2 separate regions of the Sus scrofa genome follow, and region 2 is linked to region 1. Evidence: chromatin contacts called from public HiChIP or PLAC-seq data. All regions are on one chromosome and are shown on one strand. The core of a region is the stretch at or near the end of the contact, and the rest is flanking DNA. Distances in the headings are between cores, read along the strand shown. Region 1 holds the start of PLXNB3 (plexin-B3). Region 2 overlaps HCFC1 (host cell factor 1).

Region 1 (6,108 bases), core at 2,434-4,933:
CCCCTAGTCTGGGACCCTCCATATGCCAAGGGTGCGGCCCTAAAAAGACCAAAAAAGGAAAGCCTGAACAGTCCCGTAATTATGAAAGAAGTTGGTAACATGTCAAATGTACGGATAGCGGCTAATGGTTGCAGAAACAAGGCAGTTCTAGATCGTTTTACAAATGAACTCTATCAAAGCTTCAAGGAATAATCCCTGTGTTGGATAAATTGTTCCAGAAAAAGAGGAAACGCTCCAACACCACCACCACCATCCAGCCCAGAAAATGCAAGGGTGGAATCACCAGAAAATCATGACCCATAATTGACCACATCAACTGACGAGAAGAGGAAAATTACGTTATCAACTCAGTGTGCTCAGAAAAAGCATTTGATAAAACTCAGCAGGGCAAACTAGGACTGGAAGGGAACTTTCTTAACATCATAAAGTTGTCTATAAATATCTCCTGCAAACATTATAACCATAATTAAAGATGAAACATTAAAAACATCCTCTTTGCTTCCATGAAACCTTGTAATGTCCGGGGAATTAAAGTGAGGTGGAATTCCCGTCACGGCTCAGTGGGTTCAGAACCCGACTAGTATCCAGGAAGATGCAGGTTCGCTCCCTGGTTTCACTCCGTGGGTTAAGGATCCAGGGTTGTTTCACTCCGTGGGTTAAGGATCCAGGGCTGCCGTGAGCTGTGGTGAAGACGGCAGACGTGGCTCGGATCCCGTGTTGCTGCGCCTGTGGTGTGTGCAGTTGCAGGTCCCATTCCATACCTAGCTCCCCCCCGGGCACGTACGGATGCCCCAGGTGTGGCCCTGAAAAGAAATTTTAAAAAGTAAATCATATATATAAGAAACTGGAGTTAAAAGGATTGGATGTCAAAACAAACAAACAAAAAGCATTGTCTCGTGGCTAAGCCAGTTAAGGATGCAGCGTCGTCACTGCAGCGGCTTGAGTCGCTGCTGTGGCATGAGTTCGATCCCTGGCCAGACAACTTCCACACGCCCCCGGCATGGCCAACAACAACAACAAAGGGTTGGAGAAGAAACCCAAAAGAATCCACAAAAGGAATTATTAGACTTAACGCAAAGGGTTTACGAGGTGGGCTGAGAGAGAACACACACAAAAGTCAATTGTGTTTCCTTGTCGTACACACCAAACCAACACGATATTATAAGTCACCTCTAATTCAATTTTTTGTTTTTGTCTTTTTGCCTTTTTTCTAGGGCCGCACCCCTGGCATAAGGAGGTTCCCAGGCTAGGGGTCTAATCGGAGCTGTGCCAGAGCCACAGCAACGGGGGATCTGAGCCACGTCTGCGACGTACACCCCAACTCACGGCAACGCCGGATCCTGAACCCACTGAGCGAGGCCAGGGATGGAACCACTAAGCCACAGCGAGAACTCCCTAATTCAATTTGTTAAAGTCAACTGTGTTTCTATGTACCAGCAGAAGAGGGTAGGACTTCCCCTCATGGCTCAGCAGTTAACAAACCCGACTAGGATCCCTGAGGTTGCGGGTTCGATCCCTGGAGAGACATCCTACGCTCAGTAGACGGGGAAACAATATTTTAGAGACGACTCGTCTCCAGAGGGATTCAAAATTCAACAAAATCTTCACTTACTCCTTCAAAAAAAATCCCAATAGAGTTTTTCCTGGAACTATGACAAGCTGTTTTTGAGCTTCTAAGGAAAACTAACAGTGCCTAGAACAGCTGAGGAGGTGAGATCATTTTGAAAGATCAGGAGGACCGGGCGGAGGAGGAAAAGGAGAAAGAGAAAGCGAATTTTAAGAAGTGACTCCCCCGTATCAAGACCTGCTTTGAAACCTGAGTAAGTAGGGAGTTCCCTGGTGGTCCAGTGCTCGCTACTTTCACCACTGTCGCCTGGGGTCAGTCCCTTGTCTGGGAAGTGATTATATTCAAACTAAGACATGTGTTCGAGATCCCTTGCGACGCAGTTTAAGGATCCGGCGTTGCCCCTGCTGTGGCTCCGGTCGCCCCTGCGTGCAGGCTGGATCCCTGGCCCAGGAACTTCCGTGTGCCATGGGCGTGACCACAAAGAAAAAGGAAAAAGGAAAAAGTTGTGTTCGTCAAATGATATCACAAGCAAACTGCAAAGAAACACAAGTCACGGGCAGAAAGAGGACATAACAGACCAAGGACCGGTATCCGGAATATGCAAAGAATCCCTCGAGACAGTAATGGCAAGACCACCTACCCAGAAAAATCGGTGAAGGCCTGATCAGGCGTTTTGCAGAAGCTCGGCATTGCCAGCGGTCGGCCAACGCCAAATAAAAGCCCAGCGAGGTAGCACCATTTCACACCCAGTGCACTCGGTCCAAGTTTTGGTGCAGATGAGGAGAAGGAGAAAGAAGTGGCTGCACAGTGGCATCGGGAATGTCGTGCGGGCCAGCAGCGCCGAAATTGATTCCTCTGCGCCCGGCGCCCTGACAGCGTGTGTGCCCGGTGACCGGGCGAGTCCCCAGCCGGCATCGGGAGAAGCCAGCCCTCAGCACCCCTGTCAGGGACACAGGCATCGCCAAAGGACAGCCGCCAGGGTAAGGAGCCGTTTGCAGAAGGAAAATGACAGTGGGACTCCCTTTGTATCATTTTAAAGCTCACAAAATTCACTTAACCCGCTGAGCAAGGCCAGGGATCAAACCTGCATCCTCATGGATACTAGTCAGGTTCTTAACCCACTGAGCCACAGCAGGAACTCTACCAAACTTCCTTCACGAAGACCCCAACGGCTCCATTGGCTATGTCCTCCCACCTCTCGGACCCCTCGGTCCTCCCAGCCTCCCCTCCACTGGCACCCTGGCTCCCTAGGGAGCAATGCCCCAGAGAAAAAAACCCAGGGAGCTCCTGCCTTCGCCGCTGATGCCATGCCTAAGGCCAAGTCTCTGGGCTCTGCTCCTCCCCAGGGCATGTCTGGATGCCTCCCCTCTCTTGATGCCCAGAGCCACCCCTGGGCCAGGCTTCCCCCAGGCCAGGCCTCCCCCATGCTCTCCACCTGAGGGCCACCCGTTTGCACCCTGCCCAAGCGCAGAACGAAGTCCAGTGCTTTTGCCACAGTGCATTAGGTTTAGCGCCCCGTGGCCTGATGGTTAAAGGGCAGGCGCCTTGTCACTTCCTTGCTACATGACTTGGTGCAAGTTCCCTGACCTCTCATGCCACCTTCCCCACCTGTGAGCCATGGGCGATAGCTGCTCCCCCCTGTGGGGTCATCGGAAGGACTGGAGGATGACAGTAGGAGTAGAACCGTGGGGTTCAAGGTCAGCTTAAACCTCACTTCCTCTGTGAAGGTCTCCCTGATACCCTGAGCAGCGCCACCAGACTGGACTCCCCTTCCTTGCTGACCCACAGTACCCGCCACGGATGGGCTGTCCTAGCAGGAGGGTCCTGTCTGCTGGCAAGTAGTTCTGCCCCTCAGACACTTGCGGCAGACGGCAGTGGGCTTTGTCTCTGAATGGCCCCAGGGCAGGGGCCATGTCTGGCACCCAGTAGGCACTTCATGGAAGGCTGTGAAATGCCCAACTGCCTCCCTCGCCCCCCTCCCCGTCGTGGGAGGGTACCACCCCGCTCTCACCCTTTCCCGACAGGTGCGCGCAGCCAGCCTGCCGTCATTCCTCCAGAGGCCAGCAGAGGGCAGCAGTGCCCTGGCCCGCGCCGCTGTCGGGTGAAGGGGCGGGCGTGGAGGGGCTGGGCTGCCTGGGTGGCCCGCCGGGACAAGTCGGGTTGGGCGTTGGGCGCGATTGCATTGTGGGGCAGGAGGCTGGGACTCCTCCGGGACACACTCCTGGCACCACCAGCTTCTCCTCAGCCCCTGCCGGCGGCCCACCCAGGTAGGCCGGAGCCTGGGCTGGCAAGGGCACTGGGGGCAGGGGTCAGCAGGTCACCAGGTCAGTGTGGGGGGGTGCCATCTGGGGGCATGCTGGGGCCCAGGAGAAGCCAGGGGTCTGCAGGCGGACTAGCCTGAATCCGGCAAAGACGCCAGCCCCATCCCTGTGCCGACACCGCCTGATGCCTGTGGCACAGTTCCTTCCCCACCAAGACCGGGGGGTGGCCCTGGAGCTGGAAGGGAGGACTCGCGGGGCTTCTGCCCCTAAACGGGAGACCTGGCACTTCCGGCCACAGGGCAGGGCATGGGGTGGGGAAGCAGCCCGCCTGGCTCCCTGCCCCCACAGCCACCCAACCAGCCCAGCCAGGTGGCAGGAGCCTGCTGCTAACCACCGCGCACACACGTGGAGAAGATGGGGACCCCAACTTGAGCACACCTGTTACTGCACCTCGGGCCACAGCCCTCGCTCTGCCGGCCTGGTGTACAGATGGCGCCCTGGGAGGGTGGCAGGAGAGCCAGCTGCAAGCTGCCACTCCCTTCCCCATCCCAATCCCATGTGTGCAGGACTGTGTCTCCCCCGGGGGAGGGAGAGGGGACAGCCGGCAAAAAGCCGCCAAGTCTGAAGCTAAGGGCTTGCTTCCCGCCCCCTCCTGTGCCCCCTCCAGAAGCATCCTCCACCAGCACTGCCCACTGCCACCAGACTGTACCTGGCACGACTTTGCCAGTCCCCGGGGATGGGGCCTGATGGGGCCAATCTTATTCCGGGCTAAGGGGGCAGGGGGGTTCGGGGAGAAGGTCTCCTGGGCGGGCTGCCTTGGCCAGCCTCTCCCCTGCCCCCAGCCTGGACAAAGGCAGGCATTGAGGGCCAGGACTTGCCTCCAGCCCGGCACCAAGGCTACTAAGGCTGAAGCTGGCATTGCAGGGCTCAGAGCCTGGCCTTTGCATGGGGGCTCCATGGCCTACCCTGTGCCCTTCACAGAGACCCCGGGGGGCGACACAAGGGAGGAGCACGCTGGCTGGCACGGGGCATGGGGGAGGGGTGCTGCCTGTGTAAGGAAACCCTGTCCCTTTGTCCCCAGATCCCAGGGGGTGTCTCTCTGGGGGTGGGGAGTGACAGGGAGCCCCCTGGGTAGGGATAAGAATACCAGATAGCGGGTCCCTGGCCTGGGCCTCTGGACAGAGGGGACAGAGGGGACATTGTTGGGGTGGAGGCAGGGCTGCCTCGGCCCGGCCCCCATTGACAAAGCTGCCAGCTGTGGTGGCGCCTGGCTGCCAGGCCCTCGGCACCCCCCAACCCCCTCCCTGCCGCCTCCCCTGGTGGGACGTGAATGAGGCCAAGCCTCAACTATCTCCCTCCCACTCAGGACAATGCCCCCCCGCAGCCGCCTTGTGCCCGTCACCACTGCCCCAGGGCAGCTGAACTGAGATGGCCACGCTGCCCGGGAGGCACCTCTGCTGCTCCCCTTTGCCACGGTAAGTGCCTGAGCCCAACGTGCCCAGAGACCTTCCCCTGGGGACGCGCAGGGCCAGGAAGAGCCCGAGGAGCCTGGACGCCAGCACTGCACCTCCCGCTGCGGTCGCCCACCCCAGACACTGGCGCCGATAGCCGGGGTCTGGAGGAAATGGCCCTGTCCCCAAGCCGGTCCTGACCTTCCTGCCTGTGTTTCTGAGATAAGGGCTCAGGGGCCTTTCTCGGGGCTCTACCCGCAGCTGGCGTGCCCGCCAGGGCCCCGAGCTGGCAGGATGCTGAGTGACAGTGCGCCTGCTCCCAGCCGGCACACGCCCACACGCCCGGCTGTGCGGGACCCTAACTCAACTTAGGACCTGCTTCCGTCTGCATCCGAGGTCAGGAGGAGGCTGTGGCGCAGGGGCTGCTGTGAGTGGATCCTGGCTGGGCAGTGAGGTGGCAGGACCCAGCGGGAGGCCCACTCGGAGCCTCCTCTGGGCGCCACCTGACAGGTGCGGAGGCACCACGCCCGCTGCTGCCGGGCCTTTCTTTCAAGCCCTCCCCTCCGTCGAGGCCTCCTCCCAGCTGTCTTCTCTCTTGTGGCTTCCCTCCCCACGCCACCCCTCCCTGTGCCGCTGGCGGAGCCCATGCTGGAGCCACGGGGGGGTGGGGGCAAAGGACCGGCCTCCTCCGGCCCCTGCACCCCGCGTGGTCTCTCGGTGCCCTCAGCCCTCACCACCGCCCTCGCTGGCTTTGCAGGGGAGGGTCCCCCCCGCCCCCCCGCCCTCCTCCCCCTGCTCTCCCCGCCCCCCTCTCCGTTGCTCGGGGTCC
Region 2 (5,416 bases), core at 896-3,395, 180 kb after region 1:
TGTTCTTGGGGTCCTCGCTGTCGTTGGCCAGACCTCCGAACAGGTAACATTTGTTGCCCACGAGGGAGAAGCTGTGCCCGAGCCGAGGACACGGAGGGGGCCCGTTTTTGGGCGTCTTTGCCTTCAGTCTCTTCCACTCCCATCGGCTCGCCTGCAAAATCAAGAGCCAGTAATTCAACGCGGGGTGAGCTGGGCCACCTGTCCCGCGGCGGCGAGACGCGCCCGGGGCGTCACCTGCAGCTCGTAGAGGTCGTTGCTGTATTTCCCGTACTCCACCATGCCTCCGAACACCAGCAGGCGCGTCCCGTCGCACACGAAGCCATAGGCCGCGCAGCCTGGAGGGATGTCCCCCCTCACGGCGGGGATGAACCACTGGTTGGTCGCTGGGGGGATAGGAGGCGGACGTCAATACACCTCGGGAGCTCGCGGCACCAGAGCCCCCGGCCCTGCTCCGCCGGCCGTGCAGCGAGCGGCCTTCCGATGCGGTCCAAGAAAGGAGAGGCTGGGACGCCACCTCCTCTCCCGAGGGTGTGGGACTCTGTCCGTTCAGCACCCGGGTGCCAGCCCCCATCCCGGCCGCTTTCCACCCACCCCCACCTCAGCGAAAGCAGCCCGGCACGGCCCCGCCTCGTGTCCCGGCCGCGCCAAGAAGCAGGAAGTCGCGGACCAAGGGAATCCTGGGGATGTGGCCACCAGCTTCCTTCCCCTGCTCCTCTTTGGGCCATTGGAAAGAAACGGCTGACACCCGAAATGCCCGCTGGGCAGCCCCGTGCCCTTCCCTCCGGGTGCCCCGGCCTGCGGCCTGCACCTCCCCGTGCAGGAGAGCCAGGGGGCGGGGACCCACCTCTGCTGCTGTTGCCCAGTGCCACGGTCCATGGTACCCCTTTGCCCCAGAACAGGGTCAGAGGTGACAGCAGTGCAGCTGGGCGTGGGCTGGGGGCCCTGCAGCCAGGCTCACGACCTGCCCTCGCTCGGCCTGGCACTTCCACGCCTCACTTCAGGCTGCCCAGCAAAATCACGGGGCGAAGTCCCCCTCTTCGTTACACGTCATTTAAAGGGCTCTCCCGTCAAGGACACTCCACACCCCCTCCAAAGCCTCAAACTGGCAGCCACAAACCTCATTCCACGTCCCTAGATCAGTTTGGGTCAAAAGTGAGAGAGCAGACCGGGACGGACTGGCAGGTGGCCAGGGAAGGGACTGGGGCATGAACGGAGCGCCTCTTGGGGTCTGACTGCTTCTTGGCCTGACTTGCTGCCAGGCACGCCCTTGGTCAGCAGGTAACCCAACCCCTCTGCTGTCACCTCAAGATTCAGCGCGCACCCTGGCAGAGAGGCCTGCGCCGACACAGAAGCACAACTCTAGGGCCTTTCCCAACACAGAGGTGCCTGCGCGCCCCTACACGGCTGTATAGCTTGCTTCGGGACAGGCTGCTGGCCCCCCGACAGCTCTGTGGAGTCCCTGGGCCTCCAGGATGCCCAGCAGCCGGCTCACCCCTCCCCTCTCCCGCAGAGCCAGCCCCGGACTCCCGCTCCCTGCCTCAGTCTCCCCCGTGGTACAAACACGAAGTAGGAAAAGCAGCAGCTCTCCACGCTGCGGCAAATCGCCCCTGCACACACGGGGGGCAATGGCCTCACATGATCCCTGGAAAGAGTTTCATCCAATGGCCAGGAGTTCCCGCTGCGGCAAAGTGGGTTAAGAACCCGACTGCGGCAGCTTGGGGTGGGTTCCATCCCCGGCCCAGCACTGCCAAGCAGAGGCTCAGATTTGGCCCCTGGCCTGAGAACTTCCACAAGCCATGAGTGCAACCACAAAATAAGTCAAAAAATAAAAATACAATAAAAAGGCCAAAACACCTCTGAGAGCCCCTCTGTCAACCTCCTTCAACAGCTAATGGCACAGAGTCCGGGAGCAGCAGCGACTTACTCGAGGTGACCAAGCAACACACACACACAGAGACAAGAACCTTTCTCCAACTTCAAGGGACGGCAAGGTGCCCACACAGGGGCCCTCCGCACAGGAGCCAAGGGCCACCCTGGCTCACCCACGCACCCGTGTGGCCGCCACACACAGCTTTCTCATCACACCCTGACCGCTGGGTCAGCTGGCCAGGCTAGACTCGACCGGTGACACATCCCCAAGCTCCTCCCACAGGACCGCAGAGGGGCCGTCTGGCTCTGGAACACTCCGGTCAGGGCGGGGGCCCTCCGCACGCCCATCAGGAGCAGCCCGTCAGGCAGAGGTAGGGACCCTTCTTCCTGTCGCCCCATCTGGGTTCTGCCCTGGGCCGGCCTAAGGGACCACCTGCGACAAGCACAGCTGCCCTCCGTGGCCCCTCATCGTGGTAGCTCATCGGGGGAGGGGGCGGCACGTCGCCCAGGCTCCGGGTCCCTCCTTCCCCGTAAGAGGAGGGGTGCGGGGAAGGGGGGCCTCGCGGCGGGAGGCGGGAGCTGGCGCGCGCCTGGCCTCGAAGCACACGCAGCGCGGGTGATCGGGAGGGGCCACTTCTCAGAAGAGGGGCCACCGGAGCAGGGCCCTGAAGGCTGAACAGGATTTCCCGACACAAGAAGCCAGCGGGGCTGATCAGGAAGTGACTGTGCGAGGCGCGGAGGGCCCGGGGCGAGGGGGGCCGCTTCGAGACGCGCTCAGCCCTGGGCCCAGCCCCGGGCCCGTGGGCCGCAAGGACCCCGCTGCCGCCTCTAAGCCCGCGGAGGGAAGAGACACGGAGCCAGCCTGACTCAGCCGCCGCTGGCAGAGTGACCCTGGACGCGTCACTTCCCCAGTCTGACCCCAACCGCCTCAGGGTGAAAACGGAGAGGCACCCCCAGATACGCGGGGGCTCCTGCCCGCCCGCCCCACCCTCCCCCCTGCAGGACGCGCCCCACCCTGCCGGGCCGGGTCCTCGGGCTAATCCGCTTGGCTGCGGCAAGGAAACTCCCTGAGGTCAAAGGCAGTGGCTCCCCTAAGGCCGCCCAAAGGCCGGCTAAGGGTCCCACAGCCCCCGAGGCGGGAGGACACACACTTTCCCCTCCCCGGCCTTTAGGTGCAGCCCCCCCCCCCGCCCCAGTGGCTGAGCCAAGCCAGACGGCGAGCACGCACATGCCCCCCGGAGCCTTTGTCTTAGCGACCCGGAGCCCTTCCAGATGCGAGCTCCCCCCAAAGGGCGAGTCTCTCCGAGCACTCATCGCGCAGAAGGAAAAGCGCTGGAGAGCACACTCTGACCTCATTTGAGACAAAACCAAGGGAAGCAGAAGGCCAGCTGTCAAGGTGGCAGCTGAGGATGCCCGAAGGATGCCCAGCATCTGCGCCCCGGCTGGCGGGAGAGGCAGCACGGAGACTGCAGGAGGAGAGCGAGCGAGCGAGCACTCCGCGAGGACCAGGGAGTCGCCTAGGAGACCCATCAGGCAGGGCACTCTGCGAACTGCCGCCCTGGAGGAATCGGGGCCGTGGCCTCCAGAAGGCTGGCTGGCCTCTACCCGGCACGTCCTTGCAGATGGAGAACAGAGTAACGCCCAAGCGGTCCCCTCATTTCAATAAACTAACGAACACACAGAGGCCCCAGGAAGCAGTGGACTTTGGAGCTCACGGTAACTAGGCCCCTGCCCTACTTTCTAAAATTGTATTTCCCTGCCAAGGAGCCTGCTCCAGGCCTTACGAGAAAGAAGGGGGTCCGAGGAGTGCGGGAGGTTCTGCTCAGGGCAGCCGCCTCTCTAAAGCTGGCCCTGCCCCTTGGCCTCACCGTACTGGGCCACCGCTGCCACCGCAGCTGCGCCAGCTGGCATGCAGCCCCGCGGCCAGCCCAGCCTCACTGGAGACAACAGGTGCTCAGACCCAGAATGGGAAGGGCCACCAGCAACCCTCCGGCCTCTGAAAGTCAACTCTGTAGGGTCAACAACCTTCGAGATGCACAGAACACTGTCCTTCGCGCCTGGGGGCTGGTGGGGGAGGGGAGCACCCCACCAAGAGCCCCGCTCCAACCCACATCTTACCCCGGGGCCACCTCCAGGCCAGGAGGAAGAGGAAGTGCTCAGGCGCCAGGACCTGGTACCGCCAGAACCTTGGCGCGAGAGGGGTTCGCTAGACGGGACAGCGAGGGAGAGACAACTGGAAGGCGGCCAGGGACCGCGGCTGCTGGGAATGCACCTCCCCGGCGGCGAGGCGAGCTTCCTAAAATCATGCTGTCCCACCCGGAGGGGCCGCGCCGCACCGCGCCGCCTCCCCGTCTTTGCCCCGGCACAGAACGTGCAGGTCCACCGTCCTGCGCTCGTCCTCGGTGAGGACGCCCAGCCCCTCGCTCGGAGCAAGGCCAGGTCCTGCGGGGCAGCAGCGACTCAACAGGCAGCTCCGGCCCCAGGCGGCGCTAGGGGTACAAAGCTGGCCAAGTGGCCACCACGGGGGCAGGAGCTGCAGGAGGATGTGGCTAAGCCCCCGAGACCTAGCAGGGACACCAGGCAAGAGGCCGAGCCGGCGCGCCAGCAACACCTGGAGACAGAGGCGCAGCGCAGTCCCCAGTCTGTCACCGAATTCCGCTCCTCCCAGCCAGCCAGGCCGTGGGTTGGGGGGAAGCAGGAGAACGGCCGGGCTAACCCCCTCCAGCTCACAGAAAGCAGTGAGTCGGGAAGGGGTGAAATTCATCTCTTACACCAAAGGGCCCCAGATCAAGACGACAGGCGATGTGAGGAGAAACGCCCCAGAAGTAAAATGCTGAAAGTGATCAGAAGCAATGCCATCTGATCTGTGCGTCCCCAAGGCTCGGGCACAACGGGCGAGACGGTCACCCCGCAGGGCATACAACCCGCCCCTCCTCCAGGTGGGGAGGAGGCTGCTCAACTCTGCCCCGCTCCTCTAGAGAGGCAACCAATCTGGAATCCAGAAGTTGTCATTTCTCCTGAAAGAGCACTAGAGCCGGGGAAGAGCGGAGCAGGCGCAGGAGGGAGGAAGGGGGTGGGACTCTGCGCCAAAGGGACGCATCCGCCCGCCTGGCGGGGGTAACGGTGTATGTCTGAAGTCACCACCGCTGGCGACGCCCCCGCTCCCTCACCAGCCGGGCTAGAGGGTTCCTCTCCAATAATGAAAAGCACCCCTCAAACACAGAAGCAGCAGGGGTGTGAGAGCGGGGAAAAGCAGGGAAAAGAAGGGAAAAGCAGAGGAGCCGGGCACGGCAAAGGGTCTCGGAGGGGGGAGAAAAAAGCAGATCACTGCGGATGGAGAAGGGGAATGGGAGGAGGAGGAGAGGGAGGACGGAGAGGGAGGAGGGAGGGGGGGAGGGAGGGAGGGAAGGCAGGGGAGGGAGAGGGAGGGGATGGAGAGAGGGAGGGAAGAGAAGGGCGAAGAAGGGAGAGAGGGAAAGATCGGAGGACCCAGCGGGCTTTGCACTCACCCGTGTTGTACACGTGCAGTTCGTCCACGATCCCCTCG

The links. HiChIP or PLAC-seq counts read pairs in DNA pulled down with a chosen protein or histone mark.
Region 2: a contact with region 1 is called in an H3K27ac HiChIP or PLAC-seq map of alveolar macrophages. The contact joins the enhancer-like site here to the promoter of PLXNB3 in region 1. A contact is called at or near these places in 3 of 5 promoter capture datasets (fetal liver, fetal skeletal muscle and liver), 6 of 47 Hi-C or Micro-C datasets (embryonic fibroblasts, fetal heart ventricle, heart right ventricle and 3 more) and 1 of 2 datasets of contacts at active chromatin or transcription factors (alveolar macrophages).

Annotation. Positions count from the first base shown.
Region 1 is chrX:124,504,270-124,510,377 of Sscrofa11.1, forward strand. PLXNB3 (plexin-B3) reads left to right here and starts at 3,684. Exons shown (of 37, transcript XM_005674005.3): 1 at 3,684-3,834; 2 at 5,195-5,303; 3 at 5,541-5,789.
Region 2 is chrX:124,687,601-124,693,016 of Sscrofa11.1, forward strand. HCFC1 (host cell factor 1) reads right to left here. Exons shown (of 27, transcript XM_003135485.5): 1 at 5,379-5,416; 2 at 235-383; 3 at 1-151. Among named protein-coding and RNA genes, the nearest start is that of HCFC1, 4.5 kb to the right of the region's middle. Within about 2 kb of position 2,146, at least 21 of the 83 cell types and tissues checked have an H3K27ac peak or open chromatin away from gene starts, as enhancers often do. A contact at or near this core is called in alveolar macrophages, retroperitoneal adipose tissue and subcutaneous adipose tissue, where this site is marked.